3 separate regions of the Mus musculus genome follow, and regions 1 and 2 are each linked to region 3. Evidence: chromatin contacts called from public Hi-C data. All regions are on one chromosome and are shown on one strand. The core of a region is the stretch at or near the end of the contact, and the rest is flanking DNA. Distances in the headings are between cores, read along the strand shown. Region 1 holds the start of Zswim9 (zinc finger SWIM-type containing 9). Region 2 holds the start of Zfp324 (zinc finger protein 324). Region 3 holds the start of Zfp28 (zinc finger protein 28).

Region 1 (3,232 bases), core at 346-2,845, 6.9 Mb before region 3:
TGTCATCAATGCCCTTATCTGGGGTGAATGTTAGCTCTCATTTTCCCAGGAAACATCACAACACAAAGTGCCTTGAGCATGGCAGGGGCCTTACATAATACTTCTCTGCATGTTGGCAGCAGAAGTCTCTCCTTTCCTCTCTTGCTCTTTTTTTCTCATCAGTTGTACCTGAAAAAGAAATCCAAAGACCAGCTAAGGATATTGGCTGTGCCAGAGACTAAGACTTGGGGGAAAGGGGAACACAACTCTTAAGGAAATAAAAGAACAAGTGTATTCAGGGACTGCCGAGACGGCTCAGTGGGTAAGAGTGCCTGCTGTTAAAAAGAGAGAGAGAACATGAGTTTGAATCTCCAGCACCCATGTTATAATAATAATAATAATAATAATGTCAGGCAGGCATGGTTGTACATGCCTGTAAACCCAGCATTATGGGATAGATACAGGTGGATCTATCTTAATGGTGACTGCTCTCCATAGAATGAGAAAATTTTACTGACATTTATTTTTTTTCACATTTTTATTCTTTGAGAGTTAAGTTTCGTTATCTGCCCCCTTCCCCTTTATATTACTGAAGATAGAACCCAGGCAGGGTCTGTTGCTGCTAGGAAAACACTGTACCACTAAGCTATATCTGAAGCCTTCCTTGGCTGCCAAATGCCAAAGGCCAGCTTCCCTTTCCAAATGTCCATCCTCACCCTGACAACTTCCCTCTGTCCTCCCTGTTCAAGTTTCTCTGCCTCTTCAACTCCATATACACTAAGCAACAAGACCTGACCCTCCCCTAAGTGTCTGCAGATCTCCAGTCTTATCCCATCCGTGCCCCTTCTGGCAGCCAAGCTCACCTTTTCCCTGGCTCCTGACACTCATCGCGCCAAGCTTCTCTAGTCTTCAAATCGGACCACTATCTGACCAATGACGTCACCTTGCTTTCATTACAAGCGTCCCATAACACCAAGCATCCCACACCGATTGATAGCAGGCGTCCAGGGTGAAACACCACACTCAAGCCTTCCTTTCCGGCCCCAGGCCGCCCCTCTTCTCTTGGCGCCACTAATTCTGATGGCCACGCCCACCGCCAGGCTTTCTCCCTAGTCACGCCCTTCCAAGCCGCCACCAGTCCTCCGCAGACACCAAAACTCCTGCGGCCTTGGTCAACCAGTCAATCAGTCAGCCAGTCAGCCAGTGGCTCTCCCTGTACACGGCTCCTTGCTGCCCTCTCTCCTGCGCCCTCGGTCGCCGCGACGTCCCCATTCCCGTTCCGCTGGCCGCACCCGGAACCTGCAAAGCTCACTGGCGACAAGCGCTCGGCACTCTCGCCGACCCCAGCCCCAAGCCCGTGCCCACGTCCCCACTTGCCTCTCCAAATCACTTTGCCGGACGCCGCCACACTCGCTCACTCGCTCGCTCGCTCGCTCAGAGACGCAAACCCGAAATCCCCAAATTCGCGCCACACAGATTTCGCGCGCACTTTGGCGGGAGGGGGCGGAGACGAGCAAGGGCGGGGGCCTGCGAGTAGCGCGTGCCGCAACTATCGCCCGGAGGCTGCTGGGAGTTGTAGTCTCTAGAGCGTGAGGCAGCCTAGAAATGGGACAGAGTGGGGAGAGGGAGGGGCGCTGTCCCGCACAGCATGCTGGGAAGCGGCCCCAAGCCTGTCCTCCCTGTGGATGAGCCGGTGAGCCTGCGAGGTCGTAAGGGTGACAGTCGGGGAGAAGAGAAGGGTTGGTGGAAAGCCACCTTGCCAGGCACTAGGGGAAGAAAGGCGGGATACCGCGCGGGGCATCCCGGGAGCAAGGGCCGGGCTGGGCTTGGGCGCGAGGCATTGTGGGAGGTGGACGCCGCTTTGGGTTGGGTAGGTGAGTTGAGGGGGAGGGGGCCGGAAGGGTGCACAGCTTTAGGAGTGGAGAAGCACCGCTATGTGGGATGGTCAGGCCGGGAGGAGCAGCGGAGAGACAGGTTGAGAGAGTCTCGAGAGGTGGGAACTGGATAAAAGGGGCTGTGCAAGGGACAAGAGGCTCAGCGGGACGTGGGGGCCCGGGGGAGCATTAGTAGTGAAGAAGCCCATCTGAGGACAAGGCGCCGTGTCCAAAACGAAGATACACATTGAGAATAGTAGCAATTTCTGGGAAGAGGGGACTGCAACTTGGCCCAGGAGGAGAATAAGTCTTAGGAGTATGGACCAAAGATGACTATTGGTGACACTTCTGAGTTGAATTTGCCACAAGTGGGCCACACCCCTGTAGGCGAATGATCCCTGACTGGACATGGGCAGCACATCTGGAGATAAGAGCATCTCTGGGAAGCAAAAAACACAGATCAAAGTAGCAGTTCAAGGCAGTCATATCTGAGGGGCAACAGCTGCACATTTGATACACCTAGGGAGAAGAAAGGTGTATGAGGATTATGACTGGGATGAGAGATTCATGCCTTAGCTATGAGAGTAGATATGAGTTACACTCAAATGTAGACTTGTGGGAAAGGGAGCTACAGATGAATGGGACTACTAGATATTATCACCAGGCATAGGACTCACATCTGGAAGAAGGAGAAATCTTAGCAAGAAGCTGGGAATACATTTGCAAAGATGCTCACAGCTGAGCTAAAGGCAAGATATGTAGAACTGATTCCATTTGTACCTAGAGGTCACATCTAAGGCAACTGGAACTAGGATTGAAATTGATTAAATGCCAACTGAATCTGGGAAGGCAACAGGTGAACCACAAAAATGGGATGGAGATTCCTATCTGGAAAGCAAACAATGAAACCACTTTGATTTGTCTGAGACGTACCTGAGGCAGCAGTAGCTGATAAGACAGTCTGATGATGAAATTGTGGTAACCCAGGTGGAGATGGGTCTGATGTCCAGCTCTTCTCCCCACTTCTACTCAAGGTCCCAGGATGGAGCTGACAGAGCCCTTACCGAGCGCAGCCGTGCAGAAGGAGGAACAGGAATTGTTGGATCGAACTTTCTTCTCTTGGGCTGAGTTCAGCCGCTTCTTCGACAAGTGGTGCCAGCAGCGACTGGTAGTCTTCTCGGTGAAGAGCTCCACACGTGTGGCACGAAGCCCCTGGGCCAACACGCCCCCACTCTACAGGCTTATCCACGTGCTCAAGTACAGCTACGTGCTGCTGGTGTGCAAGGATGTGCGCATGCCCAACAAGTCCACAGCGTGGTGCGTGAGCCTGAGCTGTGACCCTACAGGGGGAGGGGAGCAAGGGGTGAGCCAAACAGCTT
Region 2 (3,132 bases), core at 72-2,571, 6.6 Mb before region 3:
TAGATTTACACAGTGAGATTGTCTTTCAAAACAAAACCCCAAAGCCTGGGGCTAGAGAGATGGCTCAGCGGTTAAGAGTATGTGCTGCTCTTTCAAAGGGCATGAATTCAGCTCCCAGTGTCCACATTAGATGACTCACAAGTGCCTACAACAAAGTTCCCCGGGAACCAACACTCATATGCATAGACCCACAAAAGTACACATAAAAATTTTAAAAATCACTCTTAAAAATCTTAACTGGGAACTGTCCAGTCTGTGTTTAAAGCACTCTGTCTTCCGATGCCTCTGGGACAGAGTCCCAATTCCTCTGCCTGCTGTTTCAGACACACAAGACCTCCCTTCCTTGGTTATTCCACGTCTAAATTGCTAAATACCAGGCTGGGATGAAAGTTTGTAGTGTTTGCATGGTATGCACAAGGTCTTGGGGTCCATCCCCAGTACGGAATAAACTGTGTGTGCTCAAGCATGCCTGAAAACCTAGCACTATGGAAGCAGAAGCAGAGGGACCAGAAGGGCAAGGCCATTTCTTGGCTGCATATCTAATTAGCGGCCAGCCGCGCGAGAGAGAGAGAGAGAGAGAGAGAGAGAGAGAGAGAGAGAGAGAGAGAGAGAGAGAGAGAGAGAGAGAGAGAGAGACTTCAAAATATAAAAGTCTCACCTTGGCGTTTGCACATGTGGGTGCTTTCCTTTAACTTTTCCCCAGACCTTACCCACTTGGCTGTCACAAGTGAGGCTTCCACACCCGCACGCCTCACTCACCTGGACTATGATGTTGGAAGCAACTGGGTCCCTCCCCACAGTACAGTAAGAGGGCAAGCCAGGACACCTGGTGGGTCCTTGGAAAGATTCCTACACTCACCCGCGGTGGATTTGTCAGCGGCCAGGTTGCCGCCGCCGGAATCTGCAGTGGGGGCGGGGCATGACGGGCGAGAGACCTGGGCATAGCCCGTCCCCGCCCACGGCCTCGCGCAGCCCGCCTGGGCCTCAGTTTCCCGGTCAGAAAAGGGCGTTGTACGCCCAGAGGACTCCTGGCGGGCTGCGGCTGGGGGATGGAGAGTTCGTGGCTTCGGCACAACCCTAACGGTCTCCGCTGCAGCCTATGAGCCAACAGGGAATACTGAGGCTTGGAGGCAGAGCTGCGGGCTTGCAGTGCCGACGTGTACCGAGCCAAGGTTAGAATCGGGCAACTGCGAGTACTATCCTTATTTGCTCTAGTCTTGGGTCCCCAGAACCTCCTCGAGATTTGCAGAGTCGGCCAGGCCTTTCGTGCACCAATCGGGATCACCCGTGTGGCCTTAAGCCAGTCTGCAAAGTGACAACCCAGACCGCCGGAAGCCCCGCCTCTCCTATCCGCGTTGGCCCAATGCACAGCACGGATGCTCGGGTAAACGTAGTTCCTGCTGACTTGCCTGAATGACAGGAGGGTGCCTTCCTGGTATCCATGGCGGGTATCCAAAGCATCTTTTCTCCCTACCTCCCAGCCTTAGCTGGAAAGTGAAGTTTACCACCACCGTCCGGTTTCAGCCAGGCCTGAGCACTAACAGAGACTCCTGGGTAGGTCCCCGCTCTGGGCAAGCGGCCCAGGACCAAAACCTGAAGATTCAGAAGTGGAAACTTGGAGATTTCGGGAGGCAGGCGACACAAGCTGGGAGCACAAAAGAAAAAACGTATGGGGAATCCCTTCTAAAGAGACGGCAGCAGTGGGCGTGGTGGCACACACCTGTAGCCTCAGCACTTGGGAGGCAGAGGCAAGATCTCTGATTTCAAGGCCAGCATGGTCTACAAAGAGAGTTCCAGGGCAATTCAACGGTTAAGATCATTGACTGTTCTTCCAGCAGATCCGGGCTCAAATCACCACAAGGCAGCTCACAACTATCTGTAATTCCAGTTCCAGAGGACCCAACACTTTCAGACATACACGCAAGCAAAACACCAATGCCAATGCGCATGGGAAATAAATAGACAGAAAAGCCTTAGATCAGATCCATGATGGCGCATACCTTTAATCTCAGCACTCAGAAGAGAGAGAGGCAGGAGGATCATTGTAAACTTAAGGCCATCCTAGACTACATAGCAACTTCCACACCAACCGCGATCACATACGGAGATAACATGCTCAGGCAGTTTCCCTCTGTGTGGCCAGCTGCAGAGACAGAGTTGGGTTTCGGCCTCTCTTTCTATTCCCCTATCTCAGTCTTGGAAAGAGTGAAGGTCAATGTTGCGAGCTCTTATTTCAGACCCTTGCACATCAACTAGTTTCTATGCTTGGCTGCTTGTCCTTAGGACACCTGTTCTTCCCTCTTTTCCACACATCACAATATTGATTCTTTATTTCCTTGGGGCCAATCTAAGTGATATGTGAGATTTTGGAAAGGCAGGGCAGTCTCAGTGAAGACTGGCCCTGTTATTGGAGGACAGGAAAAGGTTTTTCTCTATTCTGCAGCATGTGAGGGATCTTCTTTCAGGATTCTCATTTCTCCTGTGTTGGGTTCCTTAGTTCTATGTATGCTTGTCTCTATATAGAAGTTCCTTGGGTCTCTTGTTAAGGGTGGGCTAATGCAGCCCCTAAGTACAGTGGGTTCTCAAACAGCGTGGGTTGAGAGCTGGCTGTGGTAGCAGCTACTATCCCAGTACTCAGGAGGCAGAGGCAGAAGGACCAGAGCTTCTTTCACGAGCAGCTGTAGCTATAGTGTGAATTTGAGATCAGCCTGGGCGACAAGAGACAATGATTACAGAACTTAGAAAGCTACACCAGGAGATTTGTCACAAATTTAAGGCCAGCCTAGACTATAGAGTGAGTCTGTCCCCCCCACCTCCCTGTCTCCGCGCACACACCAGAAGAAGCCAGGTGTGGTAGTACATGCTTGTAATCCCAGAACTTTGCAGAAAGACTAAGGACAATTAATTCAAAGTCATTTTTTAGTGTACAGTGAGTTCAAAAGCAGCCTGGAATAAATACATGGGGCCCTGAATCCAAGAGAAGAAAGTGACCAGTAAGATGGTCCAGCAAGTTAAAGGCACTTGTCACCAAGCCTGCCACCCTGTTTCCGTCCCCAGATGGAAGAGAATGGACTCATTCCAGTTGTCCTCTACCTTCTACTGAGTGCCACAGCACACAGGCACCTACACTCG
Region 3 (2,860 bases), core at 277-2,776:
TTGGGATTCAAACTCAGGTCCTTGTGCTTCCAGAGGAAGTACTCTTGCCCACTGAACCCTCTCTTCAACCCCCTAAGCAAGCCTTAACCACAATATATTTCTCCTCCAAGGTGAGCATCATAGAAACCAGGTGGAAGCACTGCAGCGTTTCTGAACATAAGAATCAGAAGAATATGATGGGAAACACCTTTAATTCCTGCACTCATAAGAGGCAGGCAGAGTTCTGTGAGTTCAAGACCAGCCTAGTCTATATAGTGTACATAGTGAGTTGCAGGGCAGCCAGAGCTATGTAGATAGACCTTATCCAAAACAAAAGACAAACAAACAAAAAAACCCTTCTGAGATAAATGGGACAATGAAAGGGATGAATCATTTCTTCAACCAAGAAGGAACAGTTGGGATGAAAAGGAAAGAGAATCAGTTTGAAGCTAGCCCTGTAGCCCATCACTCACCGGAGTAGGAAGAAACAGCACCCAGGACAGGTCTCTTAAACTGAAAACTTTTCACAGAAAATAAACACCATTAAGTATTGAAAAGGCAAGACTGTTTCAGGAAGCAAAGAGGAAATGTGACTCACCTGCGACTTGGCTTTATGTCTAGTCCCTGTAGGGGCAGCTTCCTGTTTGCGGTTTATCTCCTGGAGGAAGTTGGTATCTCTGGAAAACAGAGCTGGAGGAAAGGAAGGACTAGACACCAAATCTACACGAGACTACACCGTGCATGAGCAGAGATGCCAAACCCTTATTACCCTGTGCGGGAGTAAGGACAGGGTAGGATGTGGAATCAGGTTGTCTCTTTTCTCGTCTTACTTGCATGAATATATGTGCACCACGTGTGTGTGCCTGATGCCCACAAAGTTCAGAGGAGAATGTTCTATCCCCTGCAATAGGAGTTAGGGATGGTTGTGACTCACTATGTGGGTGCTAGGAACCTCTGCAAGAGGAACAAGTACAATGGCTAAGCCATCTCTTGTCGCACTGGGAGTTTCATTTCTTGAAGCATTGACATGGATACAAGTCTAAACTAAGTTGACCCTGTAGTTGTCAACGTCCCTCCAGCACCTCTGCCTGACTTCTCTGCCTCAAGTTGAGCTTTCGAGGATTGGTTATTTAACCATCACAATCACGCGCCCAGAGACACCATCTCCAGCACCAAGGCCTCGAGAACCATCGGACCTTACCCTTCCTTCACACCCAGAATAGATTCATCTTTGTCCACTCAGCCCAGAAACATGACACTCACCTTTGTGCGCGGTCCCCGAGGTCACTGCTCCTTGCTGATCCTGGGAGGCCAGGCTGTTCCTGGAGCGCGGCCTTCCCCGGTCGGGGCTCCCAGGAGCAACTACAGTCCCCGCCGCCGGACCTCCACCAGGCCTGGCCTTTGTGCAGAGGGCGCCACGCCCCAGGAGGGCCCAGGGTTCGCATGACACTACACTCGCCATTCCCTGCATGTCACGCGAGGGGCGCACGCTCTCCTAGCCAGGCTGCAGACACCCTTCAAGGCCGCTGCTCAGGGACACACCCCCGGCAACACCCACGCCCGCCACGCCCTCGCCAGCCACGCCCTCGCCCTGCCCAACCCCGCCCTAAAAGATCGGACCCTCAGGCAGTTCCTCCGGAACGCACCGGAAGTGGACTTTGCTTGAGCACAAGGCCCCCTGGGAAGTGTAGTCCCCAGCGGAGAAATCCTTTAGAGCCCAGCTGGTTTTTACAAGACCCTGTGGGAGAACCGCGGGACCCTGCCGGAAACACGAGTCCCGCGAAATTCAAAACAGTTCCTCAGAGGCTTCTGGGAGTCCTGGTGACAATTGGAGCGTACGAGTGCAGCGGCAGGGCTAGTGGCGCGCGATTTGAGGTTGTTTGGAGGAAGGGGAGTTGGAGGATGCTGTGAATTGGGCTGGGGCAATGCGGGCTTTTGGCAAGTCCACAGTGGTTCTGGTTGCATGTACTTTTCAGTTTGGGATTCAGTTGCTGCCATTGCAATCTTCACCTCTCCACTAGACCACCTCGACTTTAGTGCCTAGTGTTCAAAATGCCCCTCTGTATGTACTACCAAGTTTTAGGTCTGCAGGTTTCCCCAGGTTTTCTTCTGCGGTGCCTCTTTAATATGTTCACTCTTGCCTTTAATCGCAGTGCCCGGGAGTAAGAGACAGCCGGATCTCAGAATTCGAGACCAACCTGATCTGCAGAGCGAGTTCCAGGACAGTCAGGGCTACACAGAGAAACGGGGAAGCGGGGTGAGGTGAGGGGAGCGCAGTTTATTCTTTGTCGGTTTCATACATGTATATATACTGTATCTTGATCATATCCAACACATCTCCTCTCCCAACCATCCCCAATACTTCCACATTCCTTTTGCCACCCCACCACACTTTTTTTTTAAATATAGCCCTGTTAGTGCCGCCTACCAGTATACCAGTGGAGTGTGACATGAACAATCTACCAGAGGCCACATCCCCAAAGAAAAATGACTCCCACTCTCTCAGCTGCCATCATTTGCTTATAGCTCCTCAGCTAGGTGTGGAGGGGTACGCCCTTCCTCTATCAATGGCTATAATATTGATCGGCGCTGGTAATTACCAGCAATCTTGTGCTGGTAATCAGTTTCTATGAGTTCATGAGCACAACATGCCCAAAACCATTCCACAGCACTCCTTGCCATTCTCAGACTCTTACATTCTTTCTCCTTCGTCTAATACGATGTTCCCAGACCCTTGAGAAGGTATACAAGAATGTCCCATTTAGGACTGTGAGCTGCCTATTTTTGTCATTCAGTTATCATCTGAGAGAGTGTTGTGTGGCTCTGGATGTTCTGGAACTCACTCTGTAGACCAGGCTGGCCTCGAACTCGGAGATCTGCC

What was found. A called contact is a pair of places that touch in the nucleus more often than the background predicts.
Region 1: a Hi-C map of regulatory T cells shows a contact between it and region 3, with 7 times the contacts expected there. The contact joins the promoter of Zswim9 here to the promoter of Zfp28 in region 3. A contact is called at or near these places in 3 of 39 promoter capture datasets (cranial neural crest, pre-B cells and second pharyngeal arch cranial neural crest), 2 of 484 Hi-C or Micro-C datasets (regulatory T cells and rod photoreceptor) and 1 of 9 other capture datasets (liver).
Region 2: a Hi-C map of B cells shows a contact between it and region 3, with 5 read pairs. The contact joins the promoter of Zfp324 here to the promoter of Zfp28 in region 3. A contact is called at or near these places in 5 of 39 promoter capture datasets (cranial neural crest, frontonasal cranial neural crest, maxillary cranial neural crest and 2 more) and 1 of 484 Hi-C or Micro-C datasets (B cells).

The regions. Positions count from the first base shown.
Region 1 is chr7:13,277,084-13,280,315 of GRCm38.p6, reverse strand. It overlaps Zswim9 (zinc finger SWIM-type containing 9), which reads left to right and starts at 1,595. Exons shown (of 5, transcript NM_177312.4): 1 at 1,595-1,672; 2 at 2,888-3,170. The coding sequence starts at 2,896. It overlaps Lig1 (ligase I, DNA, ATP-dependent), which reads right to left and starts at 1,490. Exons shown (of 29, transcript NM_010715.3): 1 at 1,357-1,490; 2 at 95-168. The coding sequence starts at 111.
Region 2 is chr7:12,964,027-12,967,158 of GRCm38.p6, reverse strand. It overlaps Zfp324 (zinc finger protein 324), which reads right to left and starts at 1,321. Exons shown (of 4, transcript NM_178732.4): 1 at 860-1,321. The coding sequence starts at 943.
Region 3 is chr7:6,381,984-6,384,843 of GRCm38.p6, reverse strand. Zfp28 (zinc finger protein 28) reads right to left here and starts at 1,526. Exons shown (of 7, transcript NM_175247.3): 1 at 1,243-1,526; 2 at 578-669. The coding sequence starts at 1,450. Zfp78 (zinc finger protein 78) reads right to left here. Exons shown (of 5, transcript NM_001025163.1): 5 at 2,239-2,860.